Linked DNA regions of Rattus norvegicus: region 1 is linked to region 2. Evidence: chromatin contacts called from public Hi-C data. All regions are on one chromosome and are shown on one strand. Each heading gives the region's core, a stretch centred on a gene start, on an enhancer-like site or on the middle of the called end of the contact. The rest is flanking DNA. Distances are from core to core; before and after follow the strand shown.

Region 1 (5,697 bases), core at 2,305-4,804, 290 kb before region 2:
TTAAAAAGTATTTTTTAAAAAGTTTTTTTTAAAAGAATTTCTGTATTATTATGTGTGTGCTTGCTTGAGATTATGTGCAACATGTGCATGCTGCAGTCTTAGACACCAAAAGAAAGCATCAGCTATCCTGGAACTGAATTTATTGGTGATCTTTAGTCACTGTGTGGATGTGGAGAACCTAGTCTTAACTCCTAAAAGCGCAGTAAGTGCTCTTTCTTTATGGCTGAACCATCACCCCAGCTCTACACATGATGGTTTTTTTGGCTTGTTTTGTTTTAAATAAAAAGCATTGTATTTAGATTTGTTTAAATAGGAAAGTCAATAGCTGAAAATTAGAATATTTGTTTGTATGTGTACCATAAGAAATTGTTTGAGAATTCCCTAGCATTAAATTTATAGTATCTGTTAGTGAGTTATACATGTGAGCCTCTATGTGTGGCTAAGCATGGTTTTAAGTTGCATGTGTTCTACTAGAGCTTGTCCTATCATTTGCTCATTTTTCTATCATAAACTTGGAAATTTTAATATTGTGATAAACAGCATTGTGGTGAGTATCATTTTACACAATTTTTTGTGTGCATCTCTATAGTTTTGTAGACTACATTTCTCAAACTACTATTACAAGCTCAATGTATATCTGTAAACGGTTGTAGTAGCTAAGCATGTAGACCTCACGTTCAAGACCACCATAAAGCCTTGTCTTTGAGAAACAGGGGCTGAAATGAAACAAGTGTCACCGGGTTGAATTCTCATTCCAAATTAATTAGTTGACAAATAACTAAAATGTATGCATAGTTATATATTGGACCATAAAGATGGCTTTCTGGATAAAGGAACTTGCTTTAAGACTGATGACCTGAGTTCAGTCCCTAGAACCCACATAGTAGAAGGAAAAATCTGATCCCTGCAGGTTGTTCATTAACTTCCACAAATACACAGGCTTAAAAGAAAGAAAAAAAACATCAAATAAAAGCTCACTCTGCTTTTGCTTTCATTAAAAGTTTAGCTCTCATTAATAATAAACTTATTTATTTATTTATTTTATGCATGTTAGTACACTGTCACTGTCATCAGATACACCAGAAGAGGGCACCAGAAGATCTCATTACAGATGGTTGTGAGCCACCATGTGGTTGCTGGGAATTGAACTCAGGACCTCTGGAAAAGTAGTCAGTGCTCTTAACTACTGAGCCATCTCTCCAGCCCAAACTAATTTTGTTATAATCACTCCGGGCTTGGGTAATACATTTTTTAGCCAATGATTTTGTGAGGTACTTAATATTTATATTGTACACTATCACTGCCCAGAACAGCCCAGTGAGTGTCAGCTTCATGAGGTAATCTTGCTGAAAGTGGCAGTGACAGAGTCTCTCTTTATGTTAAGTAGTATTCTTTGAATGTTGAAGGTACTACTATTATTTTTTAATTTTTATTTTTTAAGATAGGTCTCACTATGTAGCTCTGGTTGTCCTTGTACTCTCTCTGTAGATCAGGTTTTCCTCAAACTTACAGAGATCTCCTGCCTTTGCCCTCTTAAGTGCTGGGATTAAAGGTATGCACTATAATACTCTGCAATAATTGATCATTGGTTTTAGAAACACAAATTTGGTGATGACAGTGTAAATTTTATTTTTCTCATCTCTATGAAAGGATCCAAATTTTGCTCTACTTAGTTTAAATTTAAAATATATAGCAGATTATCACATTTAAAAATGTACTTTGTTGATAGTGTCACTTAAGAATGGCCTATAAAAATTAGCACAAAGAGTTTACTTGAAGATTCTTACTGTGGTCTTTTTTTAAATGCCTAGGGAACTTTTAGATATTGCAGAGACTCCTATTAACTTCATTTGTTTCTAGAGGAATACAATGGTGTTGAATTGAATAAAAGATACAAAATTAATACTTAGTAAAAGATTTATTTGCATATCATCTTGTTGGCTATATCTTTGCCTTTGGTGTCACTTCAATTTGAAGCTACTTTGTGGTAAATTATTTTATATCACAAGCTGATTCAGAAGAGATTAGATACAATATATACTTACCCCGAGTCTTAGTGGAAGTATATGTGAGTTAATCAGTAGTTTCTACTATTGAGTAGAGTTCCTCTTCAACTAAGGAAAAAGTAGGAAAAGGTTGTAGCCTTGATACATGAAAATTTATTTCTACCCATTCAACAAATTAAATAGTAGTAATAATAATATATGGTAAAAATAACTATAAAATCCTAGATGACTGATTTGTAGGAAGTTATTCTTTAAGAGATGGCTTAGCATATAAAAAGCACTTGTCAGACAAGCCTGGCAACCTGAGTTCAGTCTCCAGAGCCCTTAAGTAAAGACAGAAGGAGGACAGAACTGACACCACAGAGTTGTCCTCGGAACTCCACATAGGTACTGTGCTTTGTGTAACACTCCACCCTACCCCCCCGTATTAACAAAATCTGAAGAAATATGGCCAAACCTTGGAAACAGATTTCTTACCTATTAGAATATGCACTAATTTACTGTGGACTCTGCATGTTCACTTTCTTCCTATCTGCCCATTACTTTTTTCTACCTTATAAGGTCCTCTCCAAAAAACTTGTCTTCATTTTCTTCCAACATTGTTTATTGAGATTAATGCTCAGGCTCTTGTTTTTGTTGACAGAAATTTTGTGCAGACCTGTTGGATTGTGCATTCAAATTAGATTTTGTCTAGAAGAAATGGTATTAATTAAATATGTTAATACTGCCAGTGATATGATTATAATTCTACAGTTTATTCTGAAAACAAATCCTTTTTTTAGTTTATCTATATATATATATATATGTATATATACATATATATCGTAACATTTTTCTCATTTTAACTGGATAGAGAGAGAATAAAAAACCAAGGTCAGATTCACCTGTGTCCTTCACATTACAAAACTGTTACTGTCTTTGTTAACTAATGGTTAATTTTATCTTTGGATATTGTGTAAGAGTTTATAAATACATAACCCTTGTATTTTTAGCTAGTCACTCCTTTTCTCTGAAGTCAGAGTTTACTTTCACTTTCACGTTATGCAGCAGATAATGATATTTTATAGAGGCCAAACTAATCCCAGAAGAAAGCACTAATTGAATAAAAATTCTAGGTGAAATTTCCAGAGTTTTTACCTTTTAATTTTGACAACTTCACAGTTTTTTAAGAGTGTCACTTATAACAAGATAGTTTATAATAAAATGCTTTAATGATTGTCTTCTAATGAAAAGTTACATTGGGAGGTTTTCTAGGACCTAAAATGAATCTTACATGAATACCCTTTAATATGAATGTAAAGCATAACATTGACAATTTTAATACAAGGATAAAGGCAGCAGTGTGAATATGCTTTGCCATGTGTTCATTGACTTGAGAGCTTTGTTCCTAAGGGTGCCTGTCAACACACCACTATTAATCTCACCAGATCTGGGGAGGACTTTTGAAAGGATAAAGTAATATAAGAAGATAGCCTGAGAGGGGAAGTTGGATTGTACTCTCAGTGTCCACAGCTGAGTGAACAGCTAATGGAAGAGTAAACCAAGGGACAGACACACTGAACAGTCCCTGCATATGGAGATGCAAACAGGTTCTGGAGAATACTAGTTACTCTCATCAAATAGTGGGTAACTTTCTATTGTTGTTTGTAAGTAAAGTGAAGCTTGATTGTCTTCTGCCTTTTACAGATTTTAAGACTCTAAAGAGTTAAGGAGTTCATTTTTTTCCCATTAGTCTTTATATGTAATGCTTACGGCAGATTTGGAGGTCATAGGAGTCCTCAGCTTATTTAGAAGGGTAGACATAAATAGTACTAGCCCCAATAAGGAACATTCAGATTACCATGGACACTGATAGGAGGTCTTTTACCTTGAAGCTGGAGAGCCCGAGAGAGGACTCAAGGAGTTAAGAGTGATTGTGCTCTGCAAGAAGACTTGAGTTTGGTTCCCAGCACCCAAACCGGGTGACTCACAACTTTGTGGACTCTAATATTCTTGTTTTTGTAAGCATCCACAGACACACACATGAACATGAATAAAAATAAAATCTTCTTAAAAATTGAAGGTAGGATTCTTATGCTGGACATAGGATGCTAGTAAGTACTAGGTATCAGACTTCTTAACAGTTTCATTAAAATTTTAATACCCCTATTTGTTAAGTAGTAGAAATGAGTAAGGGTTAATTTAACTTCTGAACCAGGAAGGCAAAATAAATGAGTGGTTTCCTTTTTAGGCAACAGTGGTTCTTGATAAGGAGTTCTTTCTAAAGTCTATTTCCAGTAAGAATTTAAACATGAATATTTGTCATAATCATAAGTATCACTGGTCATATGTACTCACCAGTGTACGGCGAGGGAAGGCATGATAAATAGCTTTGAACATACATTCATCTTAATACAAGTTATGGTTTTAAAAATCACTTTTTTAGGTTAAGACAGTTTAAAATAGAGTTATTGTATTGTGATTACTGTTTCTTTGCTAGACTATAGCACAAAAATCTTCACTATGGTACTATAAAGCTAGACTTAATTTCTTTGTTCTTTTTTTCCTCCTTTTAATTTAGACAGGTTCTTACTATATAGCCATGGCTGACTTGGAACTCTATTTGTAGATCAGGCTATCCTCAAATTTACAGAGATCTGCCTTCCTAGTACTGGGATTAAAGGTGTGCACCACCATGCCTGGCCTCAGACTAATTTCTTTTTTTTTTTTTTTTTTTTTTTTTTTTGGAGCTGGGGACCGAACCCAGGGCCTTGCGCTTGCTAGGCAAGCGCTCTACCGCTGAGCTAAATCCCCGACCCCCAGACTAATTTCTTAATTTGTACAGGAGTCATTTTTAGAATATTATCAGTTTAAAAAGTGGTAAGTAACCTTACATCTAAGTAAATACAATATTTTCTTAGTCTTTGAGCTGAGTATATATTTCTCTGACATAATAAAAGAATAATAGTCTATTTTACTAATTTTTTGCCTCAGGTTTTATTTTCAAGCCTCTCAGATGAATTATATACTATCATTTCATATTCTTCTATGGGGGTTCCTCATCATTTGAAAATTACTGTCTTTGTGTGCTAATAATAGATTGATTGTCTTATAGTTTATAAGCTGGTATTTCATTGTTAATGGTGGTTTTACATGTTGTGGAAATTGATATCCTTTATCAGTTTTCTTTGATCAAATTGAAAAACTTAACTGTATTTTAAAACTTTTTGCCACAGCGTTTTACCAACGAGGATCATTTGGCTGTCCATAAACATAAACATGAGATGACACTGAAATTTGGTCCAGCACGTAATGACAGTGTCATTGTGGCTGGTTAGTATATGCTTTTATTAATGGCTTATATCATATTTCACCCAGAATGTGCACAATTTTGTGTATTCTCTGTAAACACTATAGTCTGGTGATAGTCCAATTGCTTCATTTACAGTAAATGTTGGCAACATGTATTTACCCATTACATTTCTATATGTTCTTTTGATCATTCATTTCACTTTTTTGTGTGCTTTTCAAATACCCATTTGAAGTTGGTTTTATGGAAGTTAATTAGAACCCTTGGAGCAATCATGCCTTTCTACAAAGTATGTTTAACTGATAACTGACTTCATTGATATTTAGTGTTTCTTTTAGTTGTCATACACCTGGTTTTTAAAACTTTGTAAAGAGAGTAAATGATCAAGCACTCCCTAAACTT
Region 2 (5,944 bases), core at 865-3,364:
GCGCTCTACCACTGAGCTAAATCCCCAACCCCCAATTTGGTCTTTTGTATTAGGACCTTATAGTTAAAAATAAACTCATGAGGTTGGAGAGATTACTCAGCGGTCAAGAGCACTTGTTCCTGCAGGGGACCCGGTTTGGTTTCCTTCACACATCTGATGGCCCACAATCATCCACGACTCCACTTCCAGGGGATCAGAGGCCTTCTTCTGACTTCCGCAGGCACCAGGCATACACGTGGCACACAGACACACTCCTACTCAAGATGCTCATACACCCAAAATGAAACAAATAAATCTTAACGGTGCTCTTAAAAGAAAAACAATTAAAAATAAAAATTAACTCTAAAATATATAGCAAGAGAACTGATATTGGAGACTAAAATGAGGCAAAAACCCCATGTTAGGTACTAGAAAATTGTCTATTCAAACTGTTGTCCCTGATTTCTTGGTGAGCAAAGTGTCTACTGAAGTTTATGCCTCTAGCAAAAAGGTGGTGACACACAGAGAGCCTCCGCTCAGGTTTGACTCACTAGAACTCAGCCATGGGGCTCAGCATGGGTGAGTGGTGGGTGGGAATCGTGGGTGGATGTTTTCCTAACTCGGCAGTCACAGGGTTGCAGGAGGGAGAAAGATGATTATTTTACCAGTTAGCTGGTATAATGTAAGCAGAAAAAAAATAAGGTAGTTGTGCAGCTCTCCCCTCTGTTCTGCAAGCTCCTTAACCATTTGTTTGGACCCGGTGGAGTGGGATAATTTGACCGGACCCTGTCCTTGGGTTCAAGGGAAGAGACTTTGCACACGATCCAGCCCTAAAGGGACCGGGGCGTGCAGGGAGCAGCAAGGTTGTCTTCCAATGACAGCTTTCTGCCCGAGCCCACTCGAACCTACAGAGAAGCCAAGTTTGGTTAAAAAATGCTTCAGAGTGAACAATTGCAAGCTGCTTGCTGCTGAGCAAATTCCATTTTGGGGGATCTTTTAAACAAAGGGCTTGAAACGCTGAATGGCTCTGCTCTCTGCCTCCCCGAGGGAGAGTAGGTTGAGGGGAGGCAGCAGGAAGCAGGAATCTGGAACAAAGGCCACTGGGGTGGAAGACTTTTCCCACAAAGTGCTGTGCTGCTGTAATGTCAGGACACACACGAGGCTGCAGTGGGCCAGCTAACAGCTCTGGGTGGGCTAGGTCTTGTCTGACAGAGATGAGGGGAGGGAATTAGCCATCTGGGGCCCCGGCGGGGGGTGGAGTGGGGGTTGAGGGGGTGGACCAGTTCACAGAAAAAAAAAAAGCTATATTTGTTCAAAGCTGCACATGATCATATCTGGAATTCTCCAGCATCCACTTCAACACTAGCCACCCTTCAAACTCAGGCAGGCACAGAAGATGTCACATTGAGGCCTGTGACACAGCATTTCATTCCACGTTCAGGGAGTGTACACCCGTGTGATTAAGGACAGTTACACAGTGGTATCTACTCAAATCCATAGCCTCTGCTGAAATCGTGCACCAAGTCTTTTGCTAATAATTGACTCACAGGCCAGCGAGAGGGCTCAGCAGGTAAAGGAGCTTGCTGTCAAGCCTGATGACCTGAGTCTGATCCCCAGGACACACACGGTAGGAGAACCAACTTCTGTAAACTGTTCTCTATTCTACCACCATGGCATCCGCCACCACCCTCACATAAAACAAGCAAATAAATGTGATTTAAAACCCCATATATGGGGTTGGGGATTTAGCTCAGTGGTAGAGCATTTGCCTAGCAAGCGCAAGGCCCTGGGTTCGGTCCCCAGCTCTGAAAAAAAAAAAAAACATATATAAGAGTAGGGGTACGGTACCACTGATAGAATTGTTTTAGCCATTTCTATTTAGCCCGTATTTAGCTAGTATGTTCGTGAGGTCAGGGTTTGATCTTCAACACAAAACAAAACAAGCCCCTGGCTCACGATCTATGCAGACTTTCATACGGTTTACGCCTAACATGAGCCGAGTGATGGCAAGGCACGTCTGTGGCCACAGAAGGCCCCAGCTTTGAGGCTGCGGGCAGCTCAGCTGTCATGCAGGCACACAGGTGATGTAAGACAATAACTTGAGAGTCAGCTGGCCCAAGGCCTGCAGCCAAGCTGCAGCCAGAGTGCCAGGGAGTGGGACAGGCTGCTGGAGGCCACACCAGCGTCCACAGCCCATGGAGCTCACCGCTGTCCTCCTGCTGCTGGGCCTCTGCTCCGGTAAGTCCCAGGGAGGGGGCTCTCCTTTGAGGGTGAAACACTAATGTGCCCCATGTCCCATACCAAGGTCTTGTTTCTTTAAAGGGAACACAGGACACGGCTATACCAGCCAGAGGCTTCTCTACCAGTCACAGCTTGGTGTTGGCTCGGATGGAATCTTGAGGATAGATTTTTAGTTTGTTTCCCCAGAATGGGAGCTGCCTGGTCAAAAGCCACGAGCAAGAGATCCTGGTCGCTCTGGCGTTGCCTGGTCCCAAGCTCAGTCATGTGAACGTGATAGCCCACTTGTACAATCAGAGCCACTGGTAGACTATGCTACCGTTCTCATCTACCTTCATGTTCAGACTAGTGAAGGCAGGTCCAGCACACAGCCATAGGGCTGCATGTGCCAAAACGATCTAGCCATAGATACATACAAGGGCATAAACTTATTTAAACTTCGTTATTTTATTTTTGATATTATTATTATTATTATTATTATTATTATTATTATTTGTAGCTAGATTGCATAGTTTGGGTGTGAACTGTGTAGACAACGATGGGCCTTTTGTCACTGGAGAATTTGTCTGAGAATGAAGAGGTTTGATTGACAGCTACAGGTGCCTGGAAACCTGTTAACAATGTAACCAAACTGTCTCTACAAAGAAACTGTTTTGTCATGTCTAGGTTTTTAAAGTCAGAGATTCGTTTTTTTTTTTTAAGTCCATATAAATCCATGGCCGCTGCACTCCCACTCCACCCCACTTTGTAAGGATCTTACTACTATGTAGGTTTTATGTTTGAGTTGGACTCACGAAACCTTGCACAGCCCTTGACCTACTCTCTACTCTGGAATGTGTCCCATCACAGCCGCTGAAACGCTATCCTGAGCCCCAGACTTCCGGTAGAGGGAAACAGGAGATGTGTGTTGATTACTTCCGATGAACTTACTGGTCATATCATTCCACTGAGGAGCATGGTGGCTTAAAGCCTGCAACTCCCCTCGCTCTAACATTGCTCCGACAAACACAGGCCTTCCAGGCAAAAGCAAAGAGCACACACACACACACACACACACACACACACACACACAAACACTCACACACTCACACATACATGTATACACACACACATACATACACACACATATACACACACACACTCACACACATACATTCACACACTCACACACTCACACACATATATACACACGCACACACTCATACACACTCACACACATTTATTTTCAATAGCAGAGTTAGAGGAAGTGTCTAAACTCAGATGGATTAAATGCTGTGAAATTTAAAGTTGATCCAACCAAAGCAGGCATGTGCATGCACGTATTTACAAGCATCACACTTGGTGAAAACTTGTTTTAAAAAATTTTAAAGAATTTTTTTATTTTATGTGTATGAATGTTTTGCCTGCATGTATATGCACCACATGTGTGCCCAGTGACTACAGAGGTCAGAAGAGGGCCTCAGATTCCCTAGAGTTACAGATACGCATGAGCCACCATGTGGGTACTGGGAACAGAATCTAGGTCCTGTGCAAGAGCAACAAGTGCTCTTAACTTCTGAGCCAGCCCTCCAAGCCCCTCAGTGAAAGTTCTTATGTGATAGATAGGCTTCTAAATATTACCTACAAGACCTCTTAGAACAACACAGTTCACGTGCAGCTAGTAAGAGTCAGTGTTGTGTGTTTTGATCCCATGTGCAGTCTGTAGTAAGCAGAGGAAGCCCTGAGCAGGTGAAATCATGGGTGAGTATGTGTGTTAACATGGGCATGGCCAGGTCAAGAACCCCAAAAGCCTCAGACCCATGGAGGAATAGAAAAGCCTTCCTGGTGGGGTAAGACTCCAAGGAAGATGGCAAAGCCATCATGTGTGGATATTGGAAGGATGTGTAGAGAATGTCCACCATAGTTTTCTGGCCCCTGGGTGTTATGGACGGATGACTGACTGTTCCCCTACAGAACTGTCCCACCGAGATAGCTAACCTTGTCCCCTTGACCCAACTGTATATAAACCCTGCATCCTTGCTTATCTCTATGCACTAATCCTTCCTCCATGTTCAATCTATTTAATAAACACATTGAGCTTCCTGGGCTCTGAGGTTTCTCTACCCGAGAGACCAGGCCATGGGATCATGGCTTTTCTGTGTGTCCATGTGTCTGTCTATGTTTCTTCTCTCAGCTTCTTCGCTGTCCCAGTCAGGTCCTTTTCTGGAGCCACGCAGAGAATGAGACGGCAGTCCATAGAAATTTAGAATTATAAACTGAAGTCCAGCACCCTAAATTTGTTTATTATAAGGAAACCGAAGGGAAAAGATATAAACTGGCCTGCAGGGTGTGATCACTTAAGAACTTAAGAACTCCCACACCCAGGCCTAAAACAATCTGAAATCACCCAGGTAGAGACAGAGCATGAGGTTGGAGTAAGATTTACACAAGGCGACTCACTACAGTTCAGAATTCTTTCCCTCAAAACCAGGGTCCAGTTCCCTGTGTACAAATGCAAAGCGGGTTCAGTCAGCAAAGCACTGGCATTACAAACACAGGACCTTAGTTCAATTCCCACAACCCATATTTAGAAAACCAGGCATGGTGACAATGTCTGTAATCCTGACAATGTGTAAGGAAAGGCAGAAAGGTCCCTAGTGCTTCCTGGCCATCTAGCCTAGCCTACATAGTAAATTTTAGGCTAATGACAGCCTGTCTCCAAAAAGATGTGGATCCCTGAGAAATGACATCTGAGGTTGTCTTCTGGCTTGTACATGCAGGTGCACACATACGTGCTTGCACACACACATGTCTTAGTTAAGGTTTTACTGCTGTGAACAGACACCATAACCAAGGCAACTCTTATAAAGGACAGCATTTAATTGGGGCTGTCTTACAGGTTCAGAGGTTCAGTCCATTATCATCAAGGCAGGAACATGGCAGCATCCAGACAGGCTTGGTACAGGTAGAGCTGAGAGTTCTACATCTTCTCCCAAAGGAAGCCAGGAACAGACTGAGCATCCTCAGGCAGCTAGGAGGAAGATCTCCAAGTCCACCCCCCACAGTGACACACTTCCTCCCACAAGGCCACACCTTCTAATAGTGCCACTCCCTGGGACGAGCATATGCCAACCATCACAGCACACATGCAAACACACAGTTACGCACATGTAATATGATCTAGAAAGCTCATTTTACACACAGTCACATACACATAATATGATGTAGAACATGCACTTTGAACATGTGGACTCTTAGCAACAGTCCTTCGGTCAGGGTCACTTTCCCCGTGCCTACTGAACACACCCCAGTTGTTCTGGTTACGTGGCACCTTTCACAAACTTCTCCTACCATCCACTCAGGAACCTCAGCCATGCCACTGCCACCTTTCTCAGGGCACATAAATTCCCAATGGGCTGATAGCTATTGATGTCAATGACAAATGTCACTCACCCTGTGAACAGAGAGAAGCCAATTCATGCCAGGTTCACCTTCAAATATTGTAGCATTTCTAATACAGTGTTTGCATGCAGATATTCAACAGACAAGTGTGGTGGGTTAAGTGTCATCACTGTTGGAGTCAAGAGCATTGCTATGCTTTGGCTACAAAGGGCAATGTTGACATGCCTTGTTGTCTATGTAGAACCTTCCTCTTTAACGAAAGAGAGCTTACTGGCTGTGCTGACTCCAGCACTCCAAGCCATATTGGAGCTAGAAAGGGGATTGCAGAATTCTTCCTTGGAGTCTT

The links. Hi-C and Micro-C count contacts between places; a contact is called where the count stands out from the background.
Region 1: a Hi-C map of liver shows a contact between it and region 2, with 3 times the contacts expected there. The contact joins the enhancer-like site here to the promoter of Chrna1 in region 2. A contact is called at or near these places in 5 of 12 Hi-C or Micro-C datasets (the A7r5 cell line, Schwann cells, liver and 2 more).

What each region holds. Positions count from the first base shown.
Region 1 is chr3:79,162,353-79,168,049 of GRCr8, reverse strand. It overlaps Atf2 (activating transcription factor 2), which reads left to right. Exons shown (of 14, transcript NM_031018.2): 5 at 5,222-5,318. Among named protein-coding and RNA genes, the nearest start is that of Atf2, 38 kb to the left of the region's middle. Within about 2 kb of position 3,554, at least 2 of the 93 cell types and tissues checked have an H3K27ac peak or open chromatin away from gene starts, as enhancers often do.
Region 2 is chr3:78,873,523-78,879,466 of GRCr8, reverse strand. It overlaps Chrna1 (cholinergic receptor nicotinic alpha 1 subunit), which reads left to right and starts at 2,114. Exons shown (of 9, transcript NM_024485.2): 1 at 2,114-2,217. The coding sequence starts at 2,175.